2 separate regions of the Mus musculus genome follow, and region 1 is linked to region 2. A link is a contact called in public HiChIP or PLAC-seq data. All regions are on one chromosome and are shown on one strand. Each heading gives the region's core, a stretch centred on a gene start, on an enhancer-like site or on the middle of the called end of the contact. The rest is flanking DNA. Distances are from core to core; before and after follow the strand shown.

Region 1 (6,800 bases), core at 1,264-3,763, 190 kb after region 2:
TTTCCTAAGTGAAATATGTATGTGTATATATATATATATATATATATATATATATATATATATATGTATTTATAACATATATTTATATTATCATAAAAGCCATATACAGTGGGTGGAGTAGAGTCTGGAGTCAGTCTTCTATCCTGTATTTCACATTACTTATGTTTTAAGAAATGCTAATAGAGTCACTGGGTGGCTATACCTGAACTTCTGAACAGTATTGTAGAGCATTTAGCACAGTCCCTGAGTCTGAGAAAAGTTCACTAGATACCAACGTGTATTTTTAGCAGGATCCTGTCTTTCAATATTCTGTGATGATCTGTGAGTCATTTTGGGCAGTGTGTGTGTGTGTGTGTGTGTGTGTGTGTGTGTATGTGTGTGTGTGTGTGTGTGTGTTGATGGCAATCTTATATGTGGTTCTCTCTGTCACAGTTCACTTTGACACAGGTCCAGAATTCACCAACTAGACTACACTGCCTGGCAAGTGAACTCCAGGGAGCCTCCTCTCTCCACCTCTGGAGCGCCAGGGCTATAAGCATACTCCATCACACCTGGCTTCCTCACACGGAGTCTGGGATTCAAATTCAGGTCCTCAAGCTTGCATGTCAAACACTTTACCAATTGAGCCATCTCTTCAGCCCTGCCCTGGAGGTTTCTAGTTTCCTCTTGGGCCCCAGTGTTAAGGTATCAAATATAAAAGAACATTTTCCCTTCTTCATATGGGAGATCAATGAAGAGCTGAGGGAACAGGAGATAGCAGAAATTAACATAGTCAGGGAGTCCACAGGGAAAAGCTGTGACCCTGCTTCCGATTTATTAATAAATGGAATTGATAATATAAAATATTAACTATAGATAGATAGATAGATAGATAGATAGATAGATAGATAGATAGATAGATAGATTGACAGATAGTTACTATTTTGATTTTAAACTTTTACAGTAGAATGAACCCATGGCTTATTTAATTGCCAGATGAAAATAGAAGTCTCCAAAGGCTGAAGATATAAAGTAGTAAACACAGGTTTTTTAAAACACATACACACACACACACCAGCCAAGATGGAGACCTTCATTTCTGAGGATCCTAGGACCCTGAAAGGCATGAACAGCATAGAGAGGCAAAGTAGTAGCTCACACATGTTATCCATACACTTGTGAGTGTGAGTCTGAGACTGAGAAGTTAAGTAGAAAGCAGGAGGATTGCCCCACGTGTAATAGAAACCTGGAATATGTAGTGAGTTCAAGGGCAGCCTGGGATACAGAGTGAAGAAATGCTTAGTGAAAAAAAAAAAAAAAAAAAAAAGGACTAGACAGGTGGCTCAGCAGCTAAGAACACTTGCTGTTCTCCCAAAGGACCCAACTTTGATTCACAGCACCCACATGGTACCCTAATCTGTAATTCTGGTTTTAAGGGTTCTGAAACCCTCTTCTGGATCCCATTGGCACTGCATATAGGTGATACCCAGTCATGCAGGCAAAACACACACAGTCACATACACATATACACATATATACACACATTATATATACATACACATGACATACATATGTACACATACATATACATACATACACACACACATATATATATATATGCACATATATCCATATCCATATACACACATTATATAGGCATACATATACACTATGTATATATACATATATACATATGTATATATATATATATATATATACACATACACAATCCTAAACAGAACATGATTCTTTGCTATAAAGGTGAATTCAAGGAATTAAACAAATGATGATTTGATTGTATGAAAAGAAGATCCTCTACGCAGCAGCAAATGAATATATATATATATATATATATATATATATAGAGAGAGAGAGAGAGAGAGAGAGAGAGAGAAAGAGAGAGAGAGAGAAGAGGGAGGAGGCGAAAAAGCAACAGATAACATGAAGCCTTTAACAGAGCCATTCTGAATAGTGTTAAGTCAAACCAGGTCCAAAGATGTGACTGGCAGAGAAACCAGGTAACTCAAGGAGCATGGGCTGCTGATAACCAATTGGCTAACACAAGACCTAAGAATGAGTTTCAGCATACAGGGAACAGATGGCTCTACAGCTAGGTAAACAAGTTCTTAACCTGTGTGTCTCTGCCACTTAGGCGTTTTTGTTTTTTTTAATCAGATATCCTGCATATAAGATATATACATTACAATATCAAAATCACAGGCATGAGATAGCAACATGACAGTATTATGTCTGGGGGTCACCACAACATGAGGAACTATATTAAAGGGTCACAGCATTAGGAAGGCTTTGAACCACTAGTATAGAGGGAGATTAGCTAGGCAAAAAGAATGGGCTCTATCAAGGGTACTGGGGCTTGGTCTGGGTCTGTCTGGGGCTAAGTGATTGTGGAATTTGCCTGGCTCCTGTGAGCCCCTGGGCCTCCCCCTCTGCACCAAATCAAAAGGAGCCAGGAAGGGATTTGGTACAGCCCAGTTAAGGACGCCAGCATTTATCCAGCCCACTGGCCAGCCCTGCAAACATTCCAGGAGGAGTCTTTGCAGTGACTCATCCGGACCTGAGGCTCCACTATAAAGGGTGACCACCTCAGCTTCTAACAATAGTTGTTTTATTTTTAACTTCAAAGCTGGCCCTTGTAACCCAGAACAAACAAAAGAGAATTACAAGAGTAAATGCTGCATGCATTGCTAACCGTTTCCAGACATCCAGGAGAGGCCCTCGTCTGCTTTTTCCTCTTCCCTGTTATTTCAGTACATCTCACAATGTAGAAAGTGACAAATGAGCGCGGGTCACATGTCAGCACCGGCTCAGACCCAAGGTCATTAGACGCCATTCGACGAGGCATGATGCGACATACATTGCAGAGATAATGCTACCCCGTGGATCACCTGGGAACGCTTCCTCCTTGAAACAGGTCTGCAGCTTTTGCATACCAACAGAGCTTTAGAGCCTAGACAATGCCAGGAGCTAGCCTCCAGTGAGCTACAGAGGGCTGGCAGCAACCCAGGCTAAAATGGGGGCGAGCAGCGGGGAGACCTTTGAACATGCAAATAGAAATGATCCTAAACAGAACATGATTCTATGCTATAAAGGTGAATTCAAGGAATTAAACAAATGATGATTTGATTGCATGAAAAGAAGATCCTCTATGCAGCAGCAAATGATGGATAGCAAAATGGAGCTGTCGGGCAAATGGCCCTGATGACAGACACAATGACTTTGAATTATAGTCCCCATTACTCACAAGCTGAGCAAATATGGTCAAGTTATTTACACACCGAGCCTCTGTTGTTTGACTCTGCAGAACGTAACTAGTATTAGCACAGAATTACTGGGCCAATTGAATGGCACATACACTCGGTATATAATTATTGTGCCTCCAGACACATGAAGTCTAGATCCAAACTCTGGAGATACAGGTTTGGAAGAAATAGGTACTGCTTTGCTTACATAGACTGTTAAGCTTCTCTCGAATAAATGGAGATGACCGAGTATCTGTCCATGCAGCAGTGAGAAACTCAGCCAGTTGAAGGGATACCATGACCAATGCAAGTCTTTTAAAGGACAACATTTAATTGGGGCTGGCTTACAGGTTCAGAGGTTCAGCCTGTTATCATCAAGGCGGGAGCATGGCAGCATCCAGGCAGGCATGGTGCAGGAGGAGCTGAGAGTTCTACATCTTCTTCATCTGAAGGCAGCTAGTGGGAGACTGTCTACCAGGCAGCTAGGACTAGGGTACTAAAGCCCCACTCCCACAGTGACACTCCTACTCCAACAAGGCCACACCTCCTAAGAGTGCCACTCCCTGGCCCAAGCATATACAAACCATCACAGGGTGTAATACTGGAACTTGGCAGAGGGTGTTATGTTAGAGTAAGACAAAGATCCTGTGGCAGGATCATGCATCTATCAAGTGGGATATTTATAAAGACATTATCTCAGAACCTAGAAAAGCATGTGCTTTGGGTTATGTCCTGATGATGCTGATGTTAGTGATGCTGACTGAGGGGATGCTGATGGTAATAATGCTGATGTTGATAATGGAACTGATGATGATAATGATGTTGATGGTGATAGTAGTACTGATGGTGGTGCTGGTAAGGACAGTGGTGATGGTGGTGATGTGTTGATGGACTCATCACAGCCCAACCGGCAAATCACAGAGCTAGAAGAGGCGTGGACCACGTTAGCTGAAGCGGTGAGTGACATGATCAGTGCCGAGCCCATAAAGCACTGATTAGGACGCTAATTTTCATTTATTAAAGCTTGCTGCTCTATTTTTAGATACAGCCTTCAATCTACCATCATTCACGAAAAGCTCCTCTCCAAATATTCTATTTCAGGAATGAATGTAATTTTTTTTTAAAGATAAAAATATTCTGCGTGCATGAGTTCCTTTTTACCCAGCCATCTTTCTGTTGGTTTGCAGCCTGCCAGCAGAGTACATGTGATATTTTAGAGACTTTCTGTGCAGGGCACTTGGAAAAAAATCACATGTGAACACTGAAATGGCAGAAATAGCTGGTAGCTTTCATTTCCATAGATATTCTCAAAACAGAGGGATATGAATTTTAATGGAAGCCGCTGTAAGCTTCCAGGCTTTTCCTACCTGTCTCAGGGCGAAAAGTGAGTTGTTTAGTCACATATATATGTATATATATTCACAGTGTAAAAGATTTTTTTTTTGTAACTTATATCCTTGTGGCTTAATACTGGCTTCTTGTGATTTTTCTGAATTGCTAGCCACAGATTATCCAATGTTCGTATTGTATAGTATCCTTTTATTTGATTGTATATCATAATGTGCTTTTTAATATGTTTGTGTGATATATATATATATATATATATATATATATCACTGAACAATAGTTTGGTCAAACATACATATACATATACACATATAGATACAAGCATGCCATAGCATAGAGGACAATTTGTTGCAAGCGGCTCTCTTTTTCTCCCGAGTGAGACCCAGAGACTGAATACTGGTCTTCAATTTCGTAGCCTTACTTTCTGAGCCATCCCAAGGCCACATGCTTGTCTTCTGTTTACTCTGCTAAACACTCAGCTTGGCTCTGAATTTTGAAATCATTAACATAGTTAAGATTGTAATGAACACCCTCCATGGCTTATAGCACACACACATAGTGGTTTTTCAATGGGAAATTCTACAAGGAAAGCTGTATAATTAAAATGCATATGTGCACGCTTATATTTCCTGGAAAATGCCCACTTTCCTAAATAACTACACCAACGAATACCTTTCCCAGAAGCAATGAGACATAAATTGCCACTTTTCTTCCTTTTTAAAGATGACTGTTTCCCACGTTTATCTGCTTTGAATTTTTGAGACAGGATCTTTCAGCCTAGGCTTCCTGCCTCTACCTTCCAAACCCTGAATGACAGGTGTGGTTCACCATGCCTGTACCATACCTGTGGTCATTTTTCATAAAGAGATCTGTTTATTTTATGGGAATCACAGACCTCAAATAACTCATGTACCAGCATGGCCAATAGCTCTGTCAAATCATGTAGGAGGTGCAGAGGTTCTGTGTTCATAAATAAACTCTAAGGGAACCAGGAATGCTAACACACAGACTGTCACATCAAAGGGAGAGATGTATAACCTATTTTCTGCTTAGGAGGCTGGAAGCAGATATGGTTAATTAGCCTGGTGACCCTTATGCTATCTGTGTGGCCAGGCTATGCTGGATCCTCCCTCCGACTCTCGTCTTGAGTTTGTTTTTCTCAATCTTTAGAGCCCACCTTTCTAGACGATGTTACTTGCACTTTATAAGGAATTTCAACATAGTCATATCTTAAGCTTTGTGGTGCACATGGGACTGAGTTAATTATTGCCAGGAAATTATTTTTCCAAATTGTCCTGTGCTTAAATATGCCTATTGGAGGTCAGCGTCTTGAAGTCTGCACCAATACCAGCTACCGAGCCACGCTGAATCTAATTGCCTTCTTGATCCTCGATGATCAACAGTTTGCTGGCTGTGGTGTTTGCAGAGACCCCTGCAAATTCAAATCCTGTCCTTGCATATGGGTCCTCAGAGCTCACTGGTCAGCCAGGCCAGAGGTCACTTGACATTAGCCAATAGTCTCCACAGCATATATGGGCACACGTTCCTATGCACATGCTGACACTACACACACACCATATGCACCATCAAGTCACTCCTGGCCGCAGGAAATTCATTTCTGTTGATTCTCTAGCATACATATCAGAACAAGTTGTGAGCAGCAACACCGTCACAAGAACAAGAGGCGATTACATATCGCTGGCTGTGGGGAGGAAGATGGCATCGCTTAAATGAAAAGAAACATGTAAATCAAACATTGTGGGCCTCCCTCCGAATTGATTAGAATAATGTGAGCATAGTCTGGTCACTTCCCAACCTTCTGCTCTTGTTTACTTCCTAGCATTTTTCTAACTGGACTTGACAGATAGTAATCACATATTCAGGAGGCAGGGAGAGGGTTCACAGGATAAAACTGTTTGCTGAGCCAGCACGAGCACTGGAGTTAAAATCCTCAGCATCCACATATGAAGTCAGATGCGCTCCTCTGCACACCTGCAACTGTAGCCCTTCAGGAAATCACCGAGGAGGGTTGGCCATCCGCCTACGTGCAGGTTCAATGAGAACCTCTGTCTGAAGGCAATAAGGTTCAGAGTGATAGAGCAGGGCACCTGGCGTCCTTCTCCGGCTTCTGTGAACCTACATACACACCTGAAATCACCACACACACATACACACCCTACATACACACACCATATGAATATTCACACCTCACAT
Region 2 (6,141 bases), core at 1,187-3,686:
GATCACTTGTGGTTATGGAAGTGGTCACAGGCCACTGTAGGTCTCTTTCCTGGTATCTGAATCAGGAATGGTCTTTGGCAATCCCATTTTCTCTTGGACCTTTCGGAAAGAAAGAAAATAAAACCTTCCCTTCTAAGAATTATTTTATAGAGTTGTCTAATGACCAGTAAGAGAATGGATGAGCCTAGGAAGTTCAGCTTTATCTACAGCTTCATAATTTTCCCAAACATGAAACCAAGCTCCATGTAATTGGCCCAGTGAACCATTCTTTTTTTTTTTTTTTCAATGATCATTTTGCTAGCCAAAGGAATACATGGGAGAATGTGAAACCTCAAGTACGTAGCTCAGACAAAATGCACAGAACAAAACACCATTCAGAACTGTGTTTTCCATGCTGACTCTCAAGGGTGGGCCTGAATTTGCTGATCCATGGTATGATCTGGTACGTTTATGGTGCCAGAGAGAAACAGTGGTGTACTGAAGGTGGCTTGTATTGGTCTGTGAGAATACTGTTGAACTCACAACTTGAAGGCAAACACAGCTATTACCAAAAACTAAGCTATATAAAATTTCTAATTTTAGTTAAATTATATTATAGCTTATCAACTCCTGATTTTTTATTCTATTTTGCAATTATTATTCAGTGAAGATTAATTTGTAGAGTGGTATAGACACACACACACACAAATTAGTATTGCTATAGCACTTGCATTTCTTTTTTCTAAACCTGTGTTGGTCATAACAGCTGGCTGAAATTTGTCCCATTAACAGAAGTCACTTCAGAGAAATCAACATAAGTATATACTATATATTTTATATAACTATTATTATTATTATTATTATTATTATTATTATTATAAAGCTGGTCAACGTACCATGACTACAGCTCAGACACATACCATTAAGCCACACTGTGCTGATCACAGCAAATTGATCTATTCCTAAATCCTCTCCATTATCTACCACTGAAATCGGTCCGACTCAGAAATGTGTGTGCCTGCAAGAACACTGACAAAGATACTATCTTTGAAGGGAAAATAAAATTCCTTGGAAGTTGGGCAATCCTTCACCAGGCGCACAGAGTTTCATGGATTACCTCATTCAGTACTGGTAAGCACTGTTGCATTTCCCTATTCTAATTCAACAGATGAGGACTGGAAGGGGAAGCGCTCTGTCCAGGGCCACATGGCCAGTGAGCCGCCCAGCCTTGCTAAGTCTGAAGGCCAAGCCCAGTCTTTTTTAGCTTCTACCACAGATTACTGCTTTATGTAAGCTGTTTTAGCAGTGTTTTTGTTTGTTCGTTTATTTTGTTGTTTCTAAAGACCCACATCTAGGTTTTTTTCCTTCCTTCGATCAGCAACGTAGCCAGTTCTGATAAAGCTACATCTACAATTTATAGAGAACAACCCAGGAATTTCTGCCCCTTCCTCACCACAAGCAGACATTATGTCCATACTGCTGTAATACCTAAAATACACCAGAGCCTGATACTCCACACCTCTGCCCCTAAGAATGCTGTAGGTGTGCGGGCATACAGAGAAAGCGATGCACTTTGGATTTGAGTGTTTCCAACCCAAAGAGAAGCATCTAAGCTCTTGAGCATAGGTTAGCAGTCACCGTGAGAAATAAGACTGGCCTGGCCCTCTGCCTCTGTGACTTCCACTTCTACAGATTGTACATCTATAGATTCAGTTAAGCACAGATCCCTCAGGGGACCTACCCTGAAGCTGCACAGTTGTTCTTATCATTATTCCCTAACCAGAAGTGTGACAACCATCCATGCAGCAATATACTGGATCAGGTAATACAGATCAGCCAGAGTTGGTTGGATGTGTGGAAGTTATATGTAAATTCCATGTCATTTGTTTATAAAGGATTGAAGTCTTCATGGGTTTTAGTTCCCATTTGGGGCAGGGTATAGATACAATTCTAATGAATATGGAAGGCCAAATGTAGGGATGTGTGTAAATATGTGTGTGTGTGTGCGCATGTGTGTGTTGTATACATACTCAATGATGGAAAAAGTGAGTTACAGGAACATATATAGGAATATGTATACACACATGCGTATGCACTCACATAAGTTTTTCTGTGTTTTTTAAAATATACATACTCTTCATAGAGAGGGGAACAAGCTATACACAAATAAAAGAACATGTATACACACATGTACACACGTACATACATGCACACATTGCACACATATATTTGTGTGGCTTATTTCATATGTATTCTCCATGAGAGGGAAAGTAGGCTACACACAGTGGGAACATGTGTTTTATGTTTGTGACTAGGTTGCTTGTCTCCTCAGGGACTTTCACAGAAAAACAAACAAACCCTCATTTCTCTTTATTAAATGGGTACCCATTCTACCCTTGCAGTATGACTATGGTGGCTTTATGACTTAACCCCAGGAAGAATGCAAAGAATGCCTGGCTGGCCATGAGCTTCCCCAGTACAAACACAGCACTGCTTATGACCTCTAGCACTTGAAGACATGTTTTCAACGTGACGCATGTTTGTTGGAGCCCAAGACGAAAGCCTGCCCAGATGTTGGTTTTCTTTGGCTCGAGGAGAAGTTCCCACTGATTGATCGATACCAGCCTTTGGGCCCTGTGGCTGGGGTTCACTTCAGTCCCAAGAGCCCGGCTAGAGTTGAGCCCTTGAGATGTTTTCTCAATACGCTAAGCAGAGATAACTGTAACCAGTGACAGATAAGAAACCCATCTGTCCCCTGGTCAGGCCTTTTGAGGCTTGTTATGTGACTGACCTCATAGCTGGAAAGTGTTTTGGAGACCCTGGATGGAAACATACCCACGTCAGTGAAGTGCTACAGATGGATTCTTAGAGGTTACCAGTGGCTGTCAATACTGTCATCTTCATGTTAAAGGATGGCACTTCTGGTTGACCTTGGGATACTGGTGGGTGTGGGGTAACATTTAGAATGAGTGATGCCAGGTTCCTTGGACAACATGTTCTTGGGAGGAATGTTCCCTGACGGTCTATTAAAATTTCACATTAATGGGTCTGATTGCCAGTCTCCATGGGGACACCTTAAAGTAATCAGGCTGTCAAATTAAAAGCCAAGCAAATAGTTTCTCTGCATTCTAAAGATGGAGCTAATGCTGGGGTTACCATTCTGCCTCATGGTTCAGGAAGACATGAGATAGAGGTGGTCACTTCATGACAGGGATCACTCCAGTCCCTTCCTGCTCAACTGTGATGTTCTCAATCGAGAGAGGTTTTATTCTTTAAGGGATATTTGGCTGTACTTCGCTTTTGATTATCACAACTGCAAGGTGCTGCATTATCTAGCTGATGGGCAAACAGGACCTTCCTCTCCATTTCTCCATCTCCCCATCTCCCCATCTCTCTCTCTCTCTCTCTCTCTCTCTCTCTCTCTCTCTCTCTCTCTCAGGTATGCGTATGGCTCCAGGTTTTTCTCCTCTATCTGCATTCACAAGTCCCTTCTTTCCTGGCTTAAGATGCCTGGACCACACAGCCACTTGCTTTTGGGGCTTTAAATGCCATTCCCAAGCCATTGTCTGACTTCGCAGATGGCCTGGGTCGGAAGCCCTCCTCTCATTTCTCCTCTGAGTGGAATTCCTCAGTGAATACGTATTACGACATTGTTAGGGTTAGAGACTGGAGCTGCATTTATGCACGCCTTTTGCCAAGACCCCAAGACAGACTTGGAAAGGTGTCACTGGGCTTCTTTGTTCCTCTTCCCAATGTGGCCACATTGAACCAATCTGCTTTTCACTATTGATTGTGCCTTTAATTGGCCTAATGAGTGTGGATGGCCGGGCCTGGCTTGTTCGGGTGGCCAGGGCCCAGGCTCTGACTCTGACCATTGTGGTAACACATGCGGATGGGAATTCCACACACAAGGACTCCTGAGCATTTAACCTTTCCTATAGTCCCTTTCTTCTCACTTCAGAACATGCATTCATTCATCCAACATTAGTGGAATGTATCTTTTATACCTGTTTCTGGGCTGAAGATTTTTAAATGAATATATTTCCTTGTTCTCAAAGAGCTTCACATTTAGAAAAGTTGCGGTTCTTCTTTCGGCGCTAGGAGTGGCACCATGGAGACCAGCATCCAGTGTTACAGGGTAGAGAAAGTTCCAGGAAAGCCATGGACTAGAGGTTGCTGCTTTTTGATGGCTAAGCACTCTAACACGTGGGTCTGAGTACTGGCACTGAGCCATGGACACAAAGGAAAATAAAAACATCTTAGTAAGCCCCTCCAACTTTTACATGACTACCCCTGATTCCAAGTTTATATTATTCTCACTTTGGCATGGTAAACTGTCTTTTCTCTCTTCCAAGAACTGAGAAAGTGATAGAAGAGGGAAGACATGCATCTGTGAATTCTCATGAGGAATCTTGTTTGTTCTGAGAGAGGGTCTCACATTGAACCCAGAACTGTCTAGAATCACCTAGATGAGTTGTGGCAATCCTCCTGCTTCAGCCTCTTATGCACCGGGGTTAAGATTTGTGCCACACTACCCCTTGTGACTCCTATTTGTCTTCTAAAAAGTCGTTCTTAAACTCTAGTGTGGTAACATTGGCTCTTGCATTAGTTTTCTAGAGTCACAGAACTTATGGGTAGTCTCTATATAGTAAAGGAGTTTGTTGATGACTTACAGTCTACAGTCCAACTCCTAACAACGGTCAGCAGCAGCTGTGAATGGAAGTCCAAGGATCTAGCAGTTGCTCAGTCCCACAAGGCAAGCAGGCAAGGAGAGTCTTCTTCCAATGTCCTTCTGTAGGTCTTCAGCAGAAGGTGTAGCCCAGATTAAAGGTGTGTGCCACCTCACCTTTAATCCCAGATGACCTTGAATTCTCCCTGTTTTAATCTCCTGGAATTCATAGCCACTATGCCTCAAGCTCTCCATATCAAGATCCAGGTCAGAAACTTCTATCTCTCAGCCTCCAGATTAGGATCACTGGTGAGCCTTCCAGTTCTGGATTGTAGTTCATTACAGATATAGTCAAGTTGACAACCAGAGATAGCCACTACAGCTATGTAAGAGGTCCTTTATTTGGAAATCCTCCTGCCCCTGCACAGTGAGATAGCTTTCTCTGGGGACTCTGTTCCTTGATTTTATCTTTCTACCAATTTTCCTGGTCAGTTGGCTCCATATTGAGAACAATTAACGGATGCTAAGCTGTGTAAGGGTAGTGGAGGAGGCTGACATTAATGAAGGCTTGGGTCAGAAGGGCTCAAGGCTCAACTCCTGTTCCCTGGTCTCTCTGTCATTTGACAGGAGCCTCTAAAAACCCTCCTAGCTCCCTGGCCACTGGACCTGTATCTCCTTTACTCCTTCCCCCTTTGCAAGTGTGAAGCTGACCTTACTCTGTTATTTTTTTGTTTGTTTGTTTGTTTGTTTGTTTTTGGTTTTTCGAGACAGGGTTTCTCTGTGTAGCCCTGGCTGTCCTGGAACTCACTCTGTAGACCAGGCTGTTCTTGAACTTAGAAGTCCTCCTGCTTCTGCCTCCCAAGCGCTGGGATTAAAGGCGTGCGCCACCACTGCCTAGCTGTCCATGCTCTGTATCAATCCTTTTACCCTGCAATCAGCTACCAGTCCCTTATCTGATGGCTCCTCAGTCACCAAGTCTTGATGCATTCACTTGGTTGCCTCTCTCCAAAGCCCTGAAACATCCAAGCCCAAATCTAGCAGCTTGCTCTCCTGTAAACCTTACACCTCTGCTGTGTTTCCAATAGCAAAGCTGAAGGGCTTCTGCGGAAACGGGCCCACAGCACAGAATAAGTACACTTAGAGAGAGGCCATGCCAGCAAAGGGATCATTTAGAAATATTTTCGAGGTCAAGAGGCTCTACATCTGTGCTTATTTGCATGGGGACATTTTTGTTGCTTGGACAAGTAGCTTCATTCTAGAAATCTGACTTTCAAACTAGACTCTAATGTTGACAGAGTCCTCTCATCCCTAGGCGTAACAAAAAAGGGTGTGGAAGAGACAAAACCACTTTGTGAATAGAAAGAAAGGTGCTGGGTGGAACGCTAAGCCACGCATGGACTTCTAAGCTCCCTCCTGCTATAACCTTTGCAAGATCCTAGGGATCCTAAAACTCGGGTACCACAAGGATGTGAAAATAAGTGCTAAGCAATCAA

What was found. HiChIP or PLAC-seq counts read pairs in DNA pulled down with a chosen protein or histone mark.
Region 1: a contact with region 2 is called in a FOXA1 HiChIP or PLAC-seq map of pancreatic cancer cells. The contact joins two enhancer-like sites. A contact is called at or near these places in 4 of 484 Hi-C or Micro-C datasets (group 2 innate lymphoid cells, muscle stem cells and uterus) and 4 of 115 datasets of contacts at active chromatin or transcription factors (cardiomyocytes, embryonic stem cells, epiblast stem cells and 1 more).

The regions. Positions count from the first base shown.
Region 1 is chr13:45,818,183-45,824,982 of GRCm38.p6, forward strand. The region is part of intron 3 of Atxn1 (ataxin 1); the gene reads right to left. Among named protein-coding and RNA genes, the nearest start is that of Atxn1, 140 kb to the right of the region's middle. Within about 2 kb of position 2,514, at least 78 of the 459 cell types and tissues checked have an H3K27ac peak or open chromatin away from gene starts, as enhancers often do. A contact at or near this core is called in muscle stem cells and pancreatic cancer cells, where this site is marked.
Region 2 is chr13:45,624,840-45,630,980 of GRCm38.p6, forward strand. The region is part of intron 6 of Atxn1 (ataxin 1); the gene reads right to left. Among named protein-coding and RNA genes, the nearest start is that of Gm34582, 100 kb to the left of the region's middle. Within about 2 kb of position 2,437, at least 46 of the 459 cell types and tissues checked have an H3K27ac peak or open chromatin away from gene starts, as enhancers often do. A contact at or near this core is called in muscle stem cells and pancreatic cancer cells, where this site is marked.